2 separate regions of the Gasterosteus aculeatus genome follow, and region 1 is linked to region 2. The links are chromatin contacts, called in public Hi-C maps. All regions are on one chromosome and are shown on one strand. The core of a region is the stretch at or near the end of the contact, and the rest is flanking DNA. Distances in the headings are between cores, read along the strand shown.

Evidence for each region. A called contact is a pair of places that touch in the nucleus more often than the background predicts.
Region 1: a contact with region 2 is called in a Hi-C map of whole body, with 2.8 times the contacts expected there. The contact joins the promoter of LOC120824452 here to the enhancer-like site in region 2. A contact is called at or near these places in 5 of 6 Hi-C or Micro-C datasets (blood and trunk muscle, skeletal muscle, tail fin and 1 more).

The regions. Positions count from the first base shown.
Region 1 is chr8:18,568,702-18,573,629 of fGasAcu3.hap1.1, reverse strand. It overlaps LOC120824452 (very long chain fatty acid elongase 4), which reads left to right and starts at 3,604. Exons shown (of 8, transcript XM_040185336.2): 1 at 3,604-3,957; 2 at 4,078-4,135; 3 at 4,544-4,731; 4 at 4,832-4,912. The coding sequence starts at 4,078. elovl8b (ELOVL fatty acid elongase 8b) reads left to right here. Exons shown (of 8, transcript XM_040185334.2): 2 at 41-101; 3 at 520-707; 4 at 790-870; 5 at 959-1,015; 6 at 1,102-1,216; 7 at 1,373-1,500; 8 at 1,647-3,168. The coding sequence starts at 41. The coding sequence ends at 1,811.
Region 2 is chr8:18,533,316-18,537,809 of fGasAcu3.hap1.1, reverse strand. It overlaps glis1b (GLIS family zinc finger 1b), which reads right to left. Exons shown (of 11, transcript XM_040185302.2): 3 at 4,389-4,494; 4 at 1,588-3,127. Among protein-coding and RNA genes, the nearest start is that of glis1b, 25 kb to the right of the region's middle. Within about 2 kb of position 2,194, at least 2 of the 9 cell types and tissues checked have open chromatin away from gene starts, as enhancers often do.

The DNA of each region.
Region 1 (4,928 bases), core at 2,355-4,854, 34 kb before region 2:
TTTCTTCTTCGTTCTCCGTGAACTCTCGTTGTGTTTTCAGATGGACTCTGCTGCGTGGACACGTGTCCTCTCAGTGCACCAGAGAATAGTGGACAATGGAGGTGAGGCGATGTTCCCCTAATAAACTTGCTAACGTCGCTGCAGTAAACTTGCAATAAACCTGGATAAAATATTGACTTTATTGAAGGAATCCCCGCTCTTAGAAACAGGCCTGTGTGTGTGTGTGGGGGGGGGGGGTGCAGATGTTCTGGCCGACTTGTCTTCACAATGACCGCTTTGTGGCTTGTCACGTGATATGTGGTCACGCCACTTTTGGAAGGAGAGGGGAGGACCTGCTTTTGTCCCCTCAAACTGTTGAACTTTTACAAAACTGAACAAACGGGTTATCAGTGCAAAGAAAGACCTGGAAACGTACAATCGGGGCAGCTCTTATAATGGGGACTCATAGCCAGAGATGTGGGCCGCAAAATGTGCGCGTGAACATGACTCCCTGACGCGAAGCTTCTGTGGCGTCTCCAGACAAGAGGACGGACCCGTGGCTGCTGGTCTACTCCCCCGTCCCGGTGGCGCTCATCTTCCTGGCGTACCTCCTGGTGGTCTGGGCCGGCCCCCGTCTGATGAAGCACAGAGAACCCTTCGACCTCAAGGTCGTCCTGGTCCTTTACAACTTCGCCATGGTCGGCCTGTCGGCCTACATGTTTCACGAGGTGGTGCAAATGTTTCACAGATTGTAATTTCTGTTTTCATGTTGGTGGTGTTGTGTATGAATATTTGTAATGTTCGCACCAGTTCCTGGTCACGTCGTGGCTCTCCAACTACAGCCTCCTGTGCCAGCCCGTCGACTACAGCAGCAGGCCGCTGCCCCTGAGGGTGAGCGAGCCGCACGATCGGCGTTAAAAACCAATCTGCTGGAAGGTGGAACAGTATGCAACAAACTCACATTTCAACCTTCCTGCAGATGGCCAACGTCTGCTGGTGGTTCTTCTTCTCCAAGGTCATCGAGCTCGCCGACACGGTGCGTGAACTGTTAGTAGCGTTTGGTGGCATCCGCGGAATGCAGGATGCAGAAGTTCAAACTGTAGCGGCCTCCTCTGCTCCCAGATGTTCTTCATCCTGAGGAAGAAGAACAACCAGCTGACCTTCCTTCACGTCTACCACCACGGCACCATGATCTTCAACTGGTGGGCGGGCATCAAGTACGTGGCCGGCGGACAGTGTAAGTCAACGGATTTAATCACGTCATCTAAATGTTTCCCATTGCTGAACCGCAATCTTCCTCATTCTACCGTTGATGTGCTCATGTACTACTGGAGAGCTTTTTTTCTTCTTCATTCCCGCCCTGTTTCCACATTCCTGTGTTCGCTTCCGGCAGCGTTTTTCATCGGCCTGGTCAACACGCTGGTCCACACCGTGATGTACTCGTACTACGGCCTGGCGGCGCTCGGCCCCCACATGCAGAAGTACCTGTGGTGGAAGAGGTACCTCACCTCTCTGCAGCTGGTGAGTGAAGAACCGTGACCCCCCCACTTACAATAAGTATATAAGTATATATATATATATATATATATATATATATAAAAATATATATTTGTACGGTAAACCTGCCTCAACTCCCCCCCCCCCCCCCCTCCTGACTGGCTTCCCAGCTGCAGTTCCTGCTGTTCCTCCTGCACACCGGGTACAACCTGTTCACCGAGTGCGACTTCCCCGACTCCATGAACCTGGTGGTGTTCGGTTACTGCGTCACGCTCATCGTGCTCTTCAGTAACTTCTATTTTCAGAGCTACCTCCACAAGAGGAAGCAGAAATGAGACGTGCGCGCGGCACTGAGGTGTACCTGCCTCATTGTTCTGTGTGCAGTAGCCAGTAGTGTCCACTAGGGGCGTCCGCTCTCTACTCTTCTTCTGTTGCCGCTCATCATTCATCGTGAAGGGAAAGATGCTTCACACAGTTGAGGTCCTCAGTGCGACGTGAGCACTCACAGGTCACGTGTGGGATGCGAGTGCTCTGCGGTTCATTTTGCGTGGAATGTCTACGGGAACAAAGAGAAGTATGTGTCTGGACCGCTGAAGTGTGAAGTTGTGGCCAGCGACAATAATTTGAATTCCTGAGCAAGAATGTTCCTCTGCAATTTTCTGTAGTACTCACAGCAATATAGTATTTTGAGTGTAATGAATGAGCACATCACATGACACAGTTATGCTGCGTTTAGATGAAATGATTGGCCAAAGCTTTATTTGAATAAATTCAACAATATTTATGGTAATTAGTTCTGGATTACTCTTATTGTTGTGAGATATAACACATGCATAACACTAGGTGAACAACCTGCAAATATGCGATATAAAACCACCTCAAAGGCACATAATATATACTGCAAAATATAAATGTACCCTGAGAAAAACTAATTCCTTTATGGCAATGTTTTTTTGAGCCTGTATCAACTTCTCAGGTTAAGCTTTTTGGGTCAAGCTCAACAACTGCATATCGAGGAAGTGGATGAACTCACTGACGCCGCCATCAGATCACATGGCGGCGCCTCCACATTCAGAAAGAGCAACGAGCAGTTGTGTAACAGCAATCCAGTCACTCACTCACTCGGTGCGAGACACTGAATAACCTGCATGTGCACGAGATGTTAATCTGAGGTTAGAAGCAGGTTAACCTGCAGCACCCGGAGAGGAATTCCTCCTCCTCCCCCGATGTCACTCTGCAGTCAAAGTTAATCATTTTCTGAGCTGAGTTGTGTTTTCAGAAGGTGGGAAGCTGCAGTCGTTGAGTTTGTTCCAGAGCGAAGTGACAGCAGCAAACCTGCAGCTATTGTGTGACTTTCCTTTACGCACACATGCATTATTGCCACAGGGGATAACAGTGTCGTGGTGCCATCGCTTGTAATTAAGTACAAATACAAATTATTTTAAAAGTTCATTTGTATTAATGTTTTGTTTTAAAGCAGATTGCTTTGATGTGCCTTTAAGGTTTTTTTATTCAATTAGTTTAAAAGACCAAATTGTACATACGGTTTAATTTCTACATTGTGATTATAAGATGTTTTTACAAGCTGTGGGATAATTGTCGGGTTTATTACTTTAATAAAAATGTAATGTTAGTGGACACAAGAGTGCCGAGAGTGTAACTTTGTACAATAAAGCACAAGCACCAGAAAAATCATCATGATTAAAGCCAATTATTTTAGGTTTTAGTAGCTTTGTTTATTATGGACAGTTAACAAAGCATCTGCTGTTTGTTTGTATTGGTTTTTTTTAATTACTTGGTATGTGATAGGGGTCACTGACTGTGACATATCAAATAATACCTGTTACTATTACGACTAAAAGTACTGCATTCAAAATGAAAGACAAATACACAAGAGGATTAGCGTCAATATAAACTTCTCTACCGAAAATAATATGACTCCTTTCAGAATGATAATTAAATAATATTTTTGATTGATGGATTTCAGTTAAGCATCAATTTAATGTAGCAGCTGCAGGGGCTGATTTAAAGTACTTCTTCTTCTTTCCTTCGCGGAGACGGAATAATTGGCTCAAACAGCGAAAGTGGGCGTCGGTGACGTCGTGGCGGGAAACAGCGCCCCCCGCCGGCCGCCGCGCGCAACGACACGCTCATTCTGTCACCCCCCCCCCCTCCCTCCCCCCAAAAAAAATCCAAAACGCAGAAGTGAAGACAAACAGGAAGTGATTCAAATCAGATGTCAGTACTTTCTTCTCCGCTCTGTTTCAAAGTTAACCGCGTAGGAGGCAAGTCGCCATTGCAGCTCCCCGCGTGCGGCAGCTTCTCGCTTTAACGAACTTTAATCCACGCGATCCGGTTCCGCGGCTCCGCGTCTCCCCGCGAACGCCCTTCATTCATTCATCGACCAAAAAAAAAAAGGCTCCGGCACCGCCAGGTGAATCCAGGCCAACAGGCTGAGAGGCTCCAGCGAGGGAAACGACGGCGAGTACATTTCTTCATCTTTAAACCTTTTACGTTTGTTTGTGAGGGTTTTTTGTTTGTTTGTTTGTTTGTTTGTTGCCTCTTTTTCTGCTTCCTCGTTGACTTTCTTGACGTTTCCAGATGGCTTCAGCGTGGCAGAGCGTCGTGTCCGTGCACCAGACGATAGTGGAAAGCGGAGGTATGGGTTGTGATTATTATAATTAGTATTATTCGTTTTCGTTTAGTCACTTAGTTCCCTGCGAACAACAAGCCTTTGTGTGTCCGTTGGCGTGTGGGAGATGCAGATGTGCTCCACGTCTCGACAATGACGGCTTTGTGGGTCCAGTTCCACGTTGGGCCTCCATGACACTTAACGAGAAACCTTGTTCAGGAGCAGGGAAGCTTTTCGTTGCGAACGTTTGTGGTTGGGACTCCCAGTGCCGGAGGCCTCAGCTGAACTGGGACTGGGAACGGGGGTTCGGCGGGGGGGGGGGGGGTTAAATAAAATTGTCACAAGCATCTTCTGGGATGCAAACGCCGCTGTCCTGTGATGCGCGTGTGAACGTGGACATGAACCCCTGACGCGAAGCTTCTGTGGCGTCTCCAGACAAGAGGACGGACGAGTGGCTGCTGGTCTACTCCCCCGTCCCGGTGGCGCTCATCTTCCTGGCGTACCTCTTCGTGGTCTGGGCCGGCCCCCGTCTGATGAAGCACAGAGAACCCTTCGACCTCAAAGGCGTCCTGGTCTTGTACAACTTCGCCATGGTCGGCCTGTCGGCCTACATGTTCTACGAGGTGCGTCTTCCTTTGTTTGTCTCGGTAGAAGAAGAAGAAGAAGCAGGTCGGTGGCATTTCGTGTGGCCTAAGTAACCGTGTGAATGTCCGTTTGTACCAGATCCTGGTCACGGCGTGGCTCTCCAACTACAGCCTCCTGTGCCAGCCCGTCGACTACAGCACCAAGCCGCTGCCCCTGAGGGTGAGCGACACGCCGC
Region 2 (4,494 bases), core at 945-3,444:
ATGTGTTGATTCAAGCTCCAAAACATTTCACCTTTCTGTTTACGCGCCGCCGGAAAAAGCCGGAGCGTTACAGCCCAGCGCACGGCACTCGGAATCAATACTTCCTATTGTGAGACTCAATGGAAACAATATTCCCATTTTCATATATCTGCGTGGCTGTGAATACGTAGGTGTGTGTGTGTGTGTGTGTGTGTGTGTGCGTGAGGGTGATCGGGAGGTGAGGGTGTGTGGCAGCGTTTCACGGTGCCTCATGTCGGCAGACAGAATCCAGCGGCTCCTCCACACTGGGCCGAATTGTTCCAGTGCTCACATATGGCAAACATCTCCAACAAACACACGCGTACACACATCTTCGCGGTGACACATTCCTGCGTACACCTATTCCGCATGAACACACAAACATCCCCTCGGCGTCCGCTGGCTGCGTGTCACTCGAGCGGCACCGAGGCCACACCCGCACAGCCCCACGAAGCGCAACAAAGGAAAGCCTTTAATATGACACAGTCCTAAAGCACGATTAACAGCCGGGAAACGTGCAAATCAGCAAAGCAAATTACTCCCCAATGTTTTGTTCGCGCTGGGCCGAGGAAGCAGGACACTAACAGGCGAGAACAGCGGACACACGTTTCAGAGTTAGTTCAAATTTCTGATCCAACGCTTAAGAAAACGGCCAAAGAAAAATTTGACGTGCCACTTAGAAAGGAAGGGAAAAAATCTCCAGGTATTATTTATTTTTGGAGGAATAAAAAGGGCAGAGAGGTAAAAAAAAAAAAAGGTGTTGTAGCGGAACTGCAGACTCAGACTTTCAATAATTAGTACCTGGAGGGGTTCCTGAGCTGGAAGAGAACCACTTCTGACATTTTCATTTAAAGGGATCAAGTGTAGGCATTGTTGGGTTACGTTAACCATATGTGTCGGCTTTTCATGATCTGCATCCCGTCTCAAAAAACAGAGTGCTCGTGAAAATAAACATGGCTTCGGCCTACGCAAATTGTGGACCAATTGTGTATTTGGACTAAATCATTCGGTTGGAAGGTTTTTTTCCATTTGCTAAAGGAGGCGGGGGAGTGACAGCTTGACAGTGATTAGTGGGGGTGACTGGTGGAATTGGAGCCTTAACTGTACAGAATACAGCCACGAATGTATTTATTCTGACGAGGTAATGCTGCTTTTACAGCGGCTCATATCTTCAAAATAGCAAAGTAAAAAAAAAAAAAAAATCACAAAATAAAGGTTTCTGTTGAAAAGTAATCAGCAGTGAAGCAAGTCCATTCTTGCTTTTTGGACACAATGGACACTCCTCTTTTTGAGGAGAAATCCCCTTGAGGGTCTGTATTTCTTTGGGAAATATGTGCTTGTGTTTATTTCAAACAAAGAAACATCTTTAACAGACTGATGAAATCACGGGACGAACTATATTCATAATAAACCAATAAATACAAACAAATCATTACAAAAGAGAGGAAAATCGGGCTGCTGACTATGAGGGGATTTAAAACATGTTTTGACTACGACTGACCACAGGGGTCCGTTTTTTTTTCCGGGGGTCTGGCACATGAATAACTTGACCGGATTGCGATCACTCACCATACACTTGTTGGGCTTCTCCCCCGAGTGGACTCTCATGTGAATGAGCAGTTTGTAGCGGGCGTTGAAGGGCTTGTAGCGACGGATGCAGCCCGCCCAGAAGCAGGTGAAGTCCTCACCTTTGCGCTGGTCGATGTGGACCTTCTCAATGTGCCTCACAAGCTCCTCCTGCTGCTCGTACGCAGCGCTGCAGTCGATCCAGCGACACACCTGCTTGTCAACCGCTGCTCCTCCTCCTCCTCCTCCTCCTCCACCGTCTTCCCGCTCTGGGGCCGCGTGAGTCCCGGGGGGGCCTCCGGGGGACGGTTTGAGTCCAAGGGAGGCGGTCGGCGCCGCTTGCTGGCTCTGGTGGTGCTGCGGGCCCCCGTATTGGTGAAGGTGATAGGGCGGAGGCATAGCAGGGCGAGAGGGGTGGTGAGGCTGCCGAAGGTGCCCGCTGCGACCACCCAGGTGGTGGTGGTGGTGGTGGTGGTGATGGTAGTGGTGCTGAAAGAGTTCGTCTTCGCTGGGCGAAAAATCATCCATGGGCTCCTGTTTGAGGGCGGCCCCTGACCTTTGGCCGCGGTCCAGGAGAGGCCCGACTTCCAGCCCCGACTGCAGCATCCCAGACATCAGGGCCCCGCTCATCAGTAGCCCCAGCCCGTCGGAGCCTCCTGCCCCTCCTCCCACACCTCCCCCGCCAGCTCCCCCGGCCCCACGCCCCGGCAGCATAGAGCCCGGCTCCTCGCACAGCCCCTGGCCCTGCTCGAGCTCCACCGATGACACCGAAGAGGAGGACGATGACGAGGAGGAAAGGGACAGCAGGCAGGTGGCAGGTGAGGATAGCTGACAGCTCTCCAGCAGCGCGGCCTGCCGGGGGCTGCCGTGAGGCGGGGGCCTCTGGGGGGCTTCCCGCGAGCAGGGGTTAGAGAGCGGGGACGTCGAAGAGGAGGAGGAGGAGGAGGAGGAAGAGGAGGAGGAGGAGGAGAAGCCGGCACTGCTGGCGTGGTTGGGCGAGAGGTTGGTGCGGAAGCCGTTGACGCAGGCGACCATCGACATCTGGGAGGAGGAGCAGATGATGGCGGTGATGTTGATCTCGGAGGAGGAAGCGCCGGTGACCAGCGGGGAAGCTGTGGCAGCGGCGTCCGCAGCGGAGGTGGACGGCGAGGCTAGGGACAGGCAGCGTCTCCTCAGACTGCTAGCGCTGACTAGCCGCGCTGAATGACGGGAGCCAGTCGGGGACAAAGCCAGCGGGGAGGAGCCATCTTCATTATTAAACGGCTGCGCCGCGTTGCCTGACACGGCGCCGCCTGCGCCGCTGCTAACATGTGCCGCTCCAACTACGTCGTCCCTCGACGTGCCCAAAGCGTGGCCCGCCCTGCAGTTCTGAAACCCGGCCAGAGAAGTGCTGTGGACCCCGGACGCCAGGTTGGAGATCTTGTAGCCCATTGAGTTCTCCTGTTTGATGGGGTATAGGAGTGAGGAGCGAGTCCCGCTGGCAGCGCCGCAGCCCGGGCCGGGTGAGGCCCCCGGCAGGGTCCTCTGGAAGCCACTGGAGGATCTGTAAGGAGAAAAACACACAAAGAGGAATATGAGCGCTATTAGCTTGTCGGCTGATGACAGACACTGGCCGTTTCATCCTTCCCACTGGCGGCACAGTCAGAGCTTAGCCTCTTGCTAACCCCTCCTCCTTCCGACCAATCTCCCAGTTTACATAAAAACCCACCGGTTGAAAATAATTCGGCCAAGTCTTTCATACACCTTAAGGGACCTCGAGGGAAACAAACGTTAACGTTGAGTAGGATTCAGTGACTGAAGGACATGTTGAACACTTGTCGGCAGAATCCACCGAGTGCTTACGTGAATAAATGAAACAGGATCTCCTGGTAGTGAGAGGATATGAATGGGCATTTATGACTAAGAATAGAGAGAGGGGGAGGGACGGACGGCTACTGAGACCGAGAGGCCACTGGCTAGTGTGTCCATCTGACAGGCTTTGATGACACAAAGGGGTTAAACCCAACCCAATATTGGGGATAAATAGGGAGTCACCTGTTTTGGTGGCATAATTGCGGCCTATGAAGGGTCATCGTTTACAATACTGTGTATTATGGTGGGAATCTTTGCCCCACTGAATGGGGAACCCAGGTCAGATTTCTCCATGCGTCGCTGTGATCTCCTACATAATCATTCCTGTCATTTGGCTCATTATGGATTTTGTCCAAAGCCCCTGAGTGATGTGAGAAAAGCTCCCTTTTCTCATGAAGGTATCGTCTTTGTCCCCCCCCCCCCCCCCCCCCCCCGAGCGAGACGGTGGGGGGGGACTGAGCTAACGTTAGCTAGGGCCGGAGACCTTTGTCATCGTGTTTGTTCATAAAGTATTCCCCCCCCTCCCACCACCACCACCACCACCACCACCCTCTCTTTCTATTCAGGAGCACCGTTTCCTGTTTGGCTATAGAGAAAATATTGACAGAGCATATGAAAGAAGTGAATGGCTGTCCAGCTCGGATGAGGAGGGGACAGGAGGGACAAACCCCACATCGGAGAATTTGACTCGAAACTGTTTCTCACTGGACCGACGGTAGTCAGAGAATTTCACAACACGAGAATTGCATTAGTGTAACATAAATGTTGTACTTTGTACCCCGTCGGTGTGTTTCACGAGACTGCGTAAACATTTTCCTGCTACATATGTGTGCACATCTGCTCCACAATAGCAAAGATAATGAAAAACAGATTGTACCTGCATACATTTACTAACACAACACCCGACAGGAAACACTTGAAAAAACGATGACGAAATGGCAGTGGCGGTTTACCTGGTGTCTTGGTGAGGGCCGTCCTGCGGAATGAGGTCGGACGCAGGTCTGTGGAGGCTCTGGGTGTAAAGCCCCCCCAAATGACCCCCCACCAGCAGTGGCAGGC